Linked DNA regions of Mus musculus: region 1 is linked to region 2. A link is a contact called in public Hi-C data. All regions are on one chromosome and are shown on one strand. Each heading gives the region's core, a stretch centred on a gene start, on an enhancer-like site or on the middle of the called end of the contact. The rest is flanking DNA. Distances are from core to core; before and after follow the strand shown. Region 1 has its middle 22 kb from the start of Gm33771. Region 2 holds the start of Fgfr2 (fibroblast growth factor receptor 2).

Region 1 (5,666 bases), core at 479-2,978, 100 kb before region 2:
AACCTAGACCTCGGTGATGTGACCAGTCTCCCCTGCCCACTTGCTCCAGGGTCCCCTGTTCTGCTTTTGGAAGCTGGCATTACAGGCAGGCTGCCACACAATCCACAAGGTGTTTTGTACCCTGGTCCACTTAAATAATCGAGCTCCCTCCCTCCCTCCCTAGCCTGTCTTGGTTGCATTTCTAACCAGAAACACCTTTTCTGTTTGGCTTGAAGTGCTTAGAGAAGGGAGCTTTGCCCTCCCTCTCTGAGGCATAAGGAAAGCTGTTAGGATTGCAGTGGAACCCCCTTTTGTGTCCTTAAAGGCTGTTCAAATTTAACAAAGCACTATTCTGTGTGATAATAGTAATTACTGTTTGAGATGTGTGTGTGTGTGTGTGTGCAGATGTTAGTGTGGGGGTATGCATCCAAATGAGCCTGCCTGTGTATATGGAAGGCAGAGACGACATCAGGTGTCTTTCTCAATGGCTGTGTGCTAACTTGGATAGTCTGGATTCTGCCAGTTTGGCTAGATAAGGAGATGCAAGGATCCACTCCCCCTCTGAGCCCCATAATACAGTGGTTACAAGGTCACACCTCCACACTCAGCTTTTTAGGTGCATTCTGCGGATCTGAACCCAGGTTTTCAGGTTTGCATGGCTGGACACCTCCCCAGCTGAGACATCTCCTCGGCCCACAGAACACCTGTAAGCACTCTCCTACCTCTTTTCAGTGATCAAAAGAGGCAGGTGCTTTTGTTTCAAGTGGGAAACTAAGGCCTGGAGAGACTTGGTCCCTTGGTAGTAGACACTCAACGGAGTGCCTGGAGCAGCATTCACACCCAAGTCTTCAGCCTCCAGAGCTATCAGGAAGATAGCAGAAGATTCTATGATAGGCTGAGAACATAGCTTGGCTGCGTGTAATTCTGAATCTAGGTGTTGCCATCACACTCGATTTCAGGCTTTCGTTTTTGTTTTTGATAACCACAACTGAAACCCCCTGGCCTCCCTCACCGCAGCTTCTGAGGGACAACCTTGAGGGGCCTTCTGATGGGTGTAGCCCGGGCCGGGTGCTCCACCGGCCGTGTGCGAGGCGCTCCACCCACCGTGTGCTCAGTGCCCCGAGCGAGCATGTGCTTTTATGCTTTGCTCACCTTGGTGGTGAGGGGCTGCGGGGTGAGGGGAGCCCAGGACGCCACCTCCTAGAGAAGCCACAATGCTGCCTCTTGCGTTCTGTTCCAGCCTTTACACCCGGCAGAACCAGGATTCCCCAACTCTCTCTGCTTCCATCCAGAGCGCTAGAAACTTCCTTCCAACTTTGAAAACTACTCACTCTACAACGTATAAGACATAAAGATAGTCACAGATGGAAAGGGGTCTACCTGCTCCTCTCAGCCTTCTTGGTGTGTGTGTGTGTGTGTGTGTGTGTGTGTGTGTGTGTGTGTGTGTATGAGCGCGCGCACGGGGATGGGGTGCATTTTATAAACTAATTAGGAAGCATGGGGCTTCTTTGGAGCTGACTTAACTGAGACAAGCTGCAAATACTGAGGGGTTGCTTCCCCACTCCCCTAAACAAGAGTAAAGCTTTCTTCTCTGTCCCAGGACCTCAGCTCTAGCCAGCTTTGTCCCACCCCCCAACCCAGGGTCACAAGTCTGTGACCGGCTCCAGCTGGGAGGGAGAGAATAGGGCTGTGGGGAATGCAGCGTGAGCAGTCAGCTTAGGCAAACTGTGCACAGTAAACGTCTTTCTGGACTGAATTGTTCTGTGAAGTGGTAGTCACTTCCCAGGCAGCCAGGCTGGGGACGACCCACCATTCTGCTTGTACTAATCACCGTTGCCATGGAGAAAGCCACCATTTCATTAGAAAAGACGCCACAGCCGTAATGCAATTAACACAGACTTCAGTTACTTTCCATCCCTTGCAGGTCCAGAGGTGAGAGATTCTGACACGGAACCTTCTCTGCGGCCCCTCCTAAAGGAGACAGCAGGCTAAACGGGGCAGGAGGGGGTCCCAGGTTCAGCACCGAGACAGGATGAAGGGGTGAATAGGAAATATGGTGGAGTCCTTCAACAAAGCAAAATAAAATAGAGAGACCTCTGCCTGTTGGGATTTGGGGTTGGAAGTACAATAAAACCCTCTTCTGCCCTCTCATGAAATCAGTATTTCTACTAACCCTGGCTGAGTGTTGCCGGGACCCACCAGACACTTCTGGGGTCCCCTGAGCTCGAGTGTCCCTCTCTTGGACTGTTTTAAATTCCCTCACAAGCTCATTTGCAAACCCAGGGAGATAGTGATTTCTCCTTAGCTGGGTCATCCTAAGAATCAGCCCCATGGTGCCTGCATGGCTAAAAAGAGAAATGCGAAGGAAACAATGAGTTTTGATGGTTATGAAATGAGGGCCTGAGGACAGGCTTTCTAAAGTTTCTAAGTTCTGGGCATCTCCCAGGAGGAGGCTGGAGCTTCGTATGCCCCGCCTTGTTCTGGCCCTGTGGAGGGAAAAGACGCAGGCAACAATGCCATTCTCAGTTAAAGGGTATTTTTTAAAGATGAAGGAAAAGAAGCCATACTTATGCTCCACACACCAACCCCGTCCAAAGAATCTATCTAGAAAGAGAGGGCAACAGGAAAGTTGGCCAACAAAATGACCAAGCAACGTCCACATCATCTCTAATTAGCTAATGTATTTCTTTCCGGCCTACTCTTGGGGGAATTCTCAAGCGAGTCCCCTGCCGCTCTTGGAGACAGCAGAAAAGCAAATGACACCAAATTTTCCCTTCTTAATTAAAATGTTAAATAGGGTTAAGATGCCAAGCCTCATCGGGAGTGTTTGTTCCCCCCCTGGTGGACTCGGAGCCCTGCCGGGGTCAGTTCAATGGGAAGTTCTTTGAATCCAAACGTTATTAAGTTCCCAAATGTAATCAGCCCAGAGTTTAATGGAAACTTTCTCCTTTCTTTTAATAAGCATGTGGGGGGAAAAAGCACCCAGGTTAGGTGCATTGCCCTTCTATAACCAAATCACTATGGCAACAGGCAGCTGGTCTCTAGAAAGCCTGGTAATCCAAGGAGGGGCCACCCGCAGCAGCCCAGCTCCCCAGTGCAGCCCCCAGGTCAGGCGCAAATCTCTTGAATGGGATTAGATTGTTTAAGGGGCTGTGGGCTGTGGGAAAACTTTTGTCTGCCGTATTCACCATCTCTGCTGCGAGTCTCAACATTTCCACTCAGGGCACAATGGGGTTAAAAGTAAGAGCAAATGTTTTGATGGGTTTATTTTGAATTATGAATGCATGGAGCTGCATAATCGCCTGTCACCAAGGCCCTGCCCCTGGCTGGGCCCTCTGAGGACCAGAGGGTGTGTGATGGAAAGAGTAGTGGGAATTAACACTAGGGAGTGACTTCAGCATAGAGAATGAATTACATGGGTGGAAGGGACCAACATTCTGTATCCTAGAGACAGGTTGTCTGCCCACAGCTCTACTGTGGGGGTGTGCAGAGTGGCAGGCTACTCTTTGTCCTGACTGATTGTCCTTACAGAGGTGATTGCTCCCCAGTAGGTTGTTATATTTCTGCCTTGTAGTCTGCACGCTCTGAGATATGGCAATCCTAGACTGTGTCCACGCTGCTACCCCTACTCCCTATCAACCAGCAAGGGAAACAAATACTTGCTAAGCAAAGCTTGTGGGTTGTCCAGGAGTAGGGAGGCACGGTCCAATTTTAAGCAGACTTGATTAATTTATAGAAATGATTATTAAAAGTATTATATCTCACTGATAAGCTCATAACTAAAAATGTTTGTTCACTGTGCACGAGGATATGTAAAGAGGGCATTAAATAACAGATCCTTCCTGTACGTTAAAATTGGAGTCAATGTAGAAAAACTTGGATTACAGAGAATGTCTTTCCAAAATTCTCCTATAGGGTTGGGGACATAGTGCTGTTGACAGAATGTTTGCCTAGAACACACAAAGCCATGGGTTGAGTCCACAGTATTGTCTTCACTGGGTTTGGTGCACGCGTTTGTAGGCCCATCGCTTGGGCAGTGGAGGCAGAAGAGAAGTTCAAGGTCACCCTTGAACTATAGCAACTTTGAGCCTAACCAAGACTACGTGAAACCATGCCCCTTGCATGGAGCAAGATCCACCCAGCTGGAGGGCCAGACACTGATCAGTACTAGAGGCCTTTTTCTTGCACTGGTTGTGGTGAGGAATAGAGCAGGACAGACAGACAGGAAGACAGACAGACAGATGACACACAGGGACATACACATACGCTGGACTTCTATGAGATGAATGTACATACCTGCTCAATTGAAATCTTCATTCAAGAATCACTTTCCTTTTTGTTTGAGTTTTATTTATTTATTTATTTATTTTTTATTTTTGAGACAGGCCCTCAGAGTAGACGAGGAGGACCCAGAACTGTTTGTGTAGTTGAGAATAGTCTTGAACTCTGGATCCTCCTGCCTCTGCCTCTGAAGTGCTGGGATTATAGGTACGTACCACTAGATCCAGTCTAAGAACCATTCACTGACTTCTTGCTTTAGGGACCATTATGCCAAGATCTCAGCATACAAGGACATCACGTGGTGTCTGCTCTGCTCTCAGAGGAATTTACCATCCACGAAAGGAGAGCAAGGGAAATAAACAGTAAGCACGCATGCGCACTGAATGTGGTACAACACGAGACAAGAGAGATTTGGCAGTCTCATGTTCCTGAGATAGGATTCTAAAACCGCATGCCTACCTCTTGGGACATCCAGCCTCAGTGTGCCAAGGCCACCTGCCATTCTGTTGCTAGCTTTAGGGCAGAAGATTCTATGGACGTATGGATACGAGAGATGGGAATGGAATGAAGAATATTGCAATTTTGTCTTGAGGTTGTGACATCGGTTCGTCTGACATAATCTCAAAGAAATCTAAAAGCTAAAGAGGGAGCAGGTTTTACAGCCCAGAGCTTCTGCAGTCTCCTGTGTGGGAATCTGGGATCACAATATCGGAGCAGCTCCATGGACCAGGTCTGTGTCTCACACCATGTCCTTCCCCCTCCTTCAACTCCCCTTCATTCTCTTTCCCTTGCCTTCCCTCTTGAAGGTCATAGGAAGCCCCAGTGTCCTCCTGTTACCCACCTTCTACTGTGGCCTAAGGTACAATTTTAGTTATGACACTGCCCTATTCCAGAGCTATCAGCATCTGCTAAATGCTGGAGGATGCGCATCTGAGTGGCCAATGGAACAGCCCCAGCCCCTCAGCATTTAGGACTCGATGGTCAGGACTACCTAGCTTTCTGATGTCCACTCATCCGAGGGCCCTGTCCTTGCTATGCCTGCCACCCACATACCTTTGCCCTCCTCTCCACTCACCTGACAGTCTCCTCTACAGCCTGGGATTCAGTCACAGTGAAAAAGGAAGGTCACAAGCGTTGTCATGGAAAACAAGGAGAACTGTGTAACAAGCAGTACACGGATTACAAAGTAGCAACTCTTCTCAGCAAATTAATCTGAAGATAAGTCATCTGGCATCCCGAGGGTTAATTTCCAGGCAGTGGGGCCATGTATGTACTTTCTTTTGCTTCCCTCTGCTTCTTCATGTCTCAGTTTAAAAGTGTGTTTGTGTGTGTATGCATGTGCATGCAGGTACCCAAGAGGCCAGAAGAGGGCATCAGATCCCTTAGAACTGGAGCCATGGTGCCTG
Region 2 (5,288 bases), core at 1,223-3,722:
TTTCAGCTGAAACCTGCCGCCTAGCTGCCTTCAGTTCAAACTGTCACCTTGAGTTCTTGCTGGCTTTTCTGCCCTCACCCCCAAAACCTCAACAGATCGGGCCCTATTTACCTATTCACACTCGGCCGTGGAAACTCATTAATAGGCTTATTAGTAACAGCATTCACGGGAGGCCATTGACAAAAGGGGTTCCAGCCACTTGAAGAAGGGAGAGGGGCTAAAAATCCTGCAAAGAGATGATTTTCTCATTCAGACGCCTGGCTGGGAGGAAAGCTTTCCTGGACCACTGAGGTCACTTGAAGTCTAAATGATGCAAAATGAATTTTTTTATTTTTCAAAAATTCAAAGCATGCTTTAAAAAAATTTTTTTTAAACTTAAAATTTTCCTATTGTGGATTTGTGGCTTTCCTAACTTGGGGGAAAAAAAAAGGTGCTCTTTGGCAATCAGGGCCTTTGGACGGTGGCTACCTTTTCATCTTCATACAGAACAAATTCTGCACGCTGCCTCTGACGTTAGTTAAAGAAGGTGTTTTTGTTTTCAGCGGAAGGGCTTCCCTCCTATTCAGCATCTATAAAGCTAGAGATGAATGGGGTGGGGGAGACAGGGACAGCGGCTTCCTGGGCCATTAATTTATGTGAGAATGTGTTAACCTCATTTTCAATGGCTGGTGGGCCCACTGCAGTAGGGAAAGAGCTCTGTCCTGAGACACGGAGTTTCTCATCAGTGGGGATCATAAAGATAGAAGTGCCAGCCTGGAGCAGGACCATTCCCTTGTGACTTCAGGTTAGGGAATGAGCACACATTGACACTGAATGGCTCAGTGTCAACCTGGCTGAGGTGTTCCCACCCAGGCCACAGAACTCATTCAAAACACACCCCTTTCCACTAGACATAAACAGATCATTTCGTTTGGAAATCCGGCTGTTATTTTTGTTGTTGTTGAGTTTTCAAATTCTAATTTCATAAGTATTTGCCTGAGGCATTGAACATGGATTTGCTACCCCTTGCTTTTTAGTGATGTGCATATAAGTTTCCCAGGCTATGCTGTGAACAAAGATGATCTGATCATGTGGGGCCTGAGGAATCGTGTGTGTAAATGGCATAAGGTAGAGTATTAGGGATTCTGGTACGTCTCCTCTTTCAAACCTGTGTCCCAGGTGGACTTTACTGTCTGGCTTTGTTTGTCTTTAGGCACCAGAGAGAGTCTAAGGCTTTTCTGAACTTAGTGACCTATTTGAGCCAGGATCTTATATAGCCCAGGGCTGACACAAACTCAGCATGTACCTGAAACCATTTTCAAGCTCCCGAACTTCTCTTTATCCTGCGAGGTCTGGGACCTCAATAATTGACCCAATAATTAAGATTCAATTTATTTAGACAAAATGTAGCTGGCTTCAAACTTACTATGTAGACCAAGTTGGCCCCCAAACACAAGGCAATCCTCCTGCCTCACACTTCTGAGTGCTAGAGTTACAATTTATATGGCCTTGACTTTAAACACAACTGCTCAAGGGATGAAAGAGAGAAAGGGAGTGCGTACTGAAAGATAAATGATCTCAAGGTAGTCTAGTGGGAGAGACAAATGGGAGATGCCAATCATTACAGCCCGGCCTGACATTTAGTTAAAGAATCCTGCTTTGCAACAGAAGAGTGTAAGAGTCAGGGAGAGAATCCAATTTGCTCACGGTCAGATGACTTGGTTTTTGGTAGAGTGAGTGTGTTTTCTGTTTCTGATTCTTTGTTTCTTTCTCTGTTTCTTTCTTAGGTGGCATGGAGATCAGGCCTTGTACATGCAAGGCAAGCGTTCTACTACTAGGCTACATCTCCAACACCTCTCTAGACTCTTTCAAGTTTCTTCCCCCTCTCATTAATTAATTAATTAATTAATTTTCATTTTATTTGATTGGTATGGATGTTTGCCTGCATGTCTGTCTGCACATTGTGCATGCAGTATCTCTGAAGGCCAGAAGAGGGCGTCGGGACTCCTGGAACTGGACTTAGAGGTGATTGTGAGCAAGCCAAGTGGATGCTGGGAATTGAACCAATCTCTGGCAGTATTCTTAAACTACGGAGCCATTTCTCCAGCCCTACTTTCTTTTAAATATTTATTTCTATTTTTAAACTATATGCCTGTATCTTTGTGTTCACGAGTGCAGTTTCCTAAGGAGACCAGAGGCTTTGGATGACTCTGCAACTGGGGTTACAGGCCATTGTGAGGGACTGATATTTAGCCAGCAACTGGCTTTTGGCCTTTAAGAAGGCAGGAAGCACTCTGAACTGCTGATCCATCTCCAGCCCTCCTTTGGATTTCTTTATGTTAACCTACATTGATACTATTAAAGATGTTTTCTGTTGTAGATTGCCTTTTCCCATGGCAGCCACATTAAAGGGCTCATCCAGCAGCCGGTTGTGTTAACCTCTCCGATCTTCAGTTTTCTTGTCAGAATCTGGTTCTGTTACTCTGCAGGCAGATGTGCGGATAAGTACAATTACCTATTCACGTGTTCCCTTCCTAAAGGAGGGTTTCCCAAACACTCGTCCCCTGTCTATTGTTCAGAGGAACAAGACAACGCAACATCTCCCACGAACATCCGCTGCTTCCACCCTCAAAGCTTCATGACATGAAATGTCTGGCCCCAGTATGCTGCAGACCTATTCTAAGGTGTCTGAAGTTGCACAGCATTCTGTCATTTGTTTCCTAACTTGACATAAAACAACGTAACGCATCCACTGTGCACCAAAGCTGGCTAGGAACTGGGGCAGTGGCGTACAGAGGCCGTTCACCAACAGGGTTCCGAGAGGTCATCTGTGCACCCCTGCGGGCAGCGCGGCGGGGCCCCTCGCCTGCCTGGCGGGTGTCTCTTTGCGGCTGCTAGGCTTCGGGGGCAGCGCGGGGCTCGGGACTGCCCCAGCGCGAGGCGCTGATTGGCAGAGCGGGCGCCGCCGTCCAGGAAACGGCTCGGGTTTCAGCGGGGGGCGTGACCCGCCCGAGGAGGCTGCGGCGGCGGCGCGGGCGGCGAGGGGAGAGAGCCGGGAGAGGCGAGCGGCGGCGGCGGCAGGCGCGGAACGGGCGCACGGACGATCGAACGCGCGGCCGCCAGAGCTCCGGCGCGGGGGCTGCCTGTGTGTTCCTGGCCCGGCGTGGCGACTGCTCTCCGGGCTGGCGGGGGCCGGGCGTGAGCCCCCGGGCCTCAGCGTTCCTGAGCGCTGCGAGTGTTCACTACTCGCCAGCAAAGTTTGGAGTAGGCAACGCCAAGCTCCAGTCCTTTCTTCTGCTGCTGCCCAGATCCGAGAGCAGCTCCGGTGTCATGTCCTAGCTGTTCTGCGATCCCCGGCGCGCGTGAAGCCTCGGAACCTTGGCGCCGGCTGCTACCCAAGGAATCGTTCTCTTTTTGGAGTTTTCCTCCGAGATCATCGCCTGCTCCATCCCGATCCACTCTGGGCTCCGGCGCAGCACCGAGCGCAGAGGAGCGCTGCCATTCAAGGTAATCGTCGTGCCGAACGCCTCTGGGAGCTTCGCCAGCCGGGAAAGTGGGTGCCGTGGGAGGATGCGGGGGCGCAGGATCCCCGGGAGGAAGGCGCGGGTAAACCTATTTGGGGGCGCACCCTGTCAGTCTCTGACTGTATTGGTGATGGAGGAGTGGATGAATGCGGATGGCTGGCTTTGGGGGAGTTCTTTCAGCACCTCCATCCCAATGCTGACATCTGCCTCTGCCGCTGGCACCCCTTTCCTGTCAGACTCCGGCGGGCACAGTCCTGCCTACTGGGCGCGTTCCTTTGAGCTCAGAGCCGGCGCGCCGTGGGGCCGCCTGCCAGTGGCACAGCCCATAGGCGGTTCGGGAAGGGCATCTTTGGGGTGCCTGGTCCTTGGATTCTGGAAGCTCCAGCCTGGTACTACACAAACCCTTATGAGAGATCCTTTCTTGGGAAGAAACTGCTGGAGTGTGGTCAGGCAACATCCCCAAAGGGATGGAGATGCCGGGACGACACCTTTAGGGAGGCAGTGGCTCTGGTCCGGGATTCCGGTGCTGGCCATCCCTCACCAGCCACAGCGGTTGGCGCAGGAGGGATCGCCGCGCGCCTGGGGCTAGGGGGCGAACTGGACCGACTTTTCCTAGTTCGCCTAGCTGCTCCGACCGCTGCCGCGCCGAGATGTTGAAAGCACAGGCGAGTTCTAACTTGCGCGCTCATTCTTTCAGCGCGGGGGAATCGGTCGAGGGCCCTGCGTGGCGCTGGCTTCCACCCTCGCGGCCAGGGGGCAGGCGCGGGAGGCCGGCTTCGGCTCCGTGCCCCTGCAAACTTCCCAAGACCTTCCTTCTCCCCCCCACCTCACCCCCCAGTTCAATAAAATCTACCCTTAAAGGCAGACTTGCTTTCAAATCCACGGCACCCATTATGTGTTTGGTGTGAAACGCTATCAACATTTAAAACTCTATTGTCCCAAGCGTCCCAAATCCCTGTAAATCTTCCACCAGCCTGGACTCATTTTCATCTGAAAAGCCTGTTTAGTTTGAATAGAAAAGCAATCAGGCGCCCCTCTCGCTCTCGTTGGAATGTCAATTAAAATGCAGATTTCTCAGAGCTCTTTAGCGCCCCAAGAAGTGGGACAAAACAGGATATTTCAGGCTGACAAATGAAAGAAATGCTACAATGAAGTGGGGTGGCGATGTGCACCCCAAACTGCTTGGAGTACCCACTGAAAGAGTAGGTCAGGGATTATGGTCTTACTTACGACAGCTTATATTTTTGGGGTTTCGTTGTGTTTAGGGCCCCCCCTTGGTGTCCCCCCCCCCCATGAGCCCATGACAGCTCCCTTCCCTATTCAGCCCCGTGGAGAAGTAAGGGAGCCTTGAACCAGGGTAGAGAGGCTACATTTAGTATTAACCTGGGAGTGTTGACTTCTCCCAGGAGTAATCCACTTGAGAACAAAATGCCAATTGCTCTGCCCGCTGAGGTATCCTGGAACTACCCTTTAAGGTAGCAGTACCCGTCGCACCGCCCCCCTCCCCCAAGGGCTTGCCTTAAATTAACCTGCCTTCTTGCAGGACAGGGGAGAGTGTGTAAACGTGTATAACACTGCGCAAGCTCACCAGCCGGGCCCTTTCGGCCGGGTCCCTTTGCCTGTCTTTGGAGGCAGACTTGTGTGGAGATGACCCCAAGGGGCGGGTGGCCGTGAAGAGCCATCCGTCAGAGTGAGGGTGAGGACTCCTCCCTCGTAGGCTGAGAAGAGAGTATCCTTTCAGGGGGAAAAATAAACACGCTGGGGCTTTCTCTGGGGTTCAGCCTC

The links. Hi-C and Micro-C count contacts between places; a contact is called where the count stands out from the background.
Region 1: a Hi-C map of stem cell-derived neural stem cells shows a contact between it and region 2, with 2.8 times the contacts expected there. The contact joins the enhancer-like site here to the promoter of Fgfr2 in region 2. A contact is called at or near these places in 2 of 39 promoter capture datasets (the 3T3-L1 cell line and hippocampal neurons), 36 of 484 Hi-C or Micro-C datasets (the AML12 cell line, the HPC-7 cell line, the Patski cell line and 20 more), 10 of 115 datasets of contacts at active chromatin or transcription factors (embryonic forebrain, embryonic hindbrain, embryonic midbrain and 5 more) and 3 of 9 other capture datasets (adipose tissue, liver and pancreatic islet).

Annotation. Positions count from the first base shown.
Region 1 is chr7:130,365,018-130,370,683 of GRCm38.p6, reverse strand. No RefSeq gene overlaps it. Among named protein-coding and RNA genes, the nearest start is that of Gm33771, 22 kb to the left of the region's middle. Within about 2 kb of position 1,728, at least 47 of the 459 cell types and tissues checked have an H3K27ac peak or open chromatin away from gene starts, as enhancers often do. A contact at or near this core is called in astrocytes, brain, neural progenitor cells and 2 more, where this site is marked.
Region 2 is chr7:130,263,992-130,269,279 of GRCm38.p6, reverse strand. It overlaps Fgfr2 (fibroblast growth factor receptor 2), which reads left to right and starts at 2,472. Exons shown (of 18, transcript NM_010207.2): 1 at 2,472-3,486. RefSeq lists a promoter at 2,914-3,139.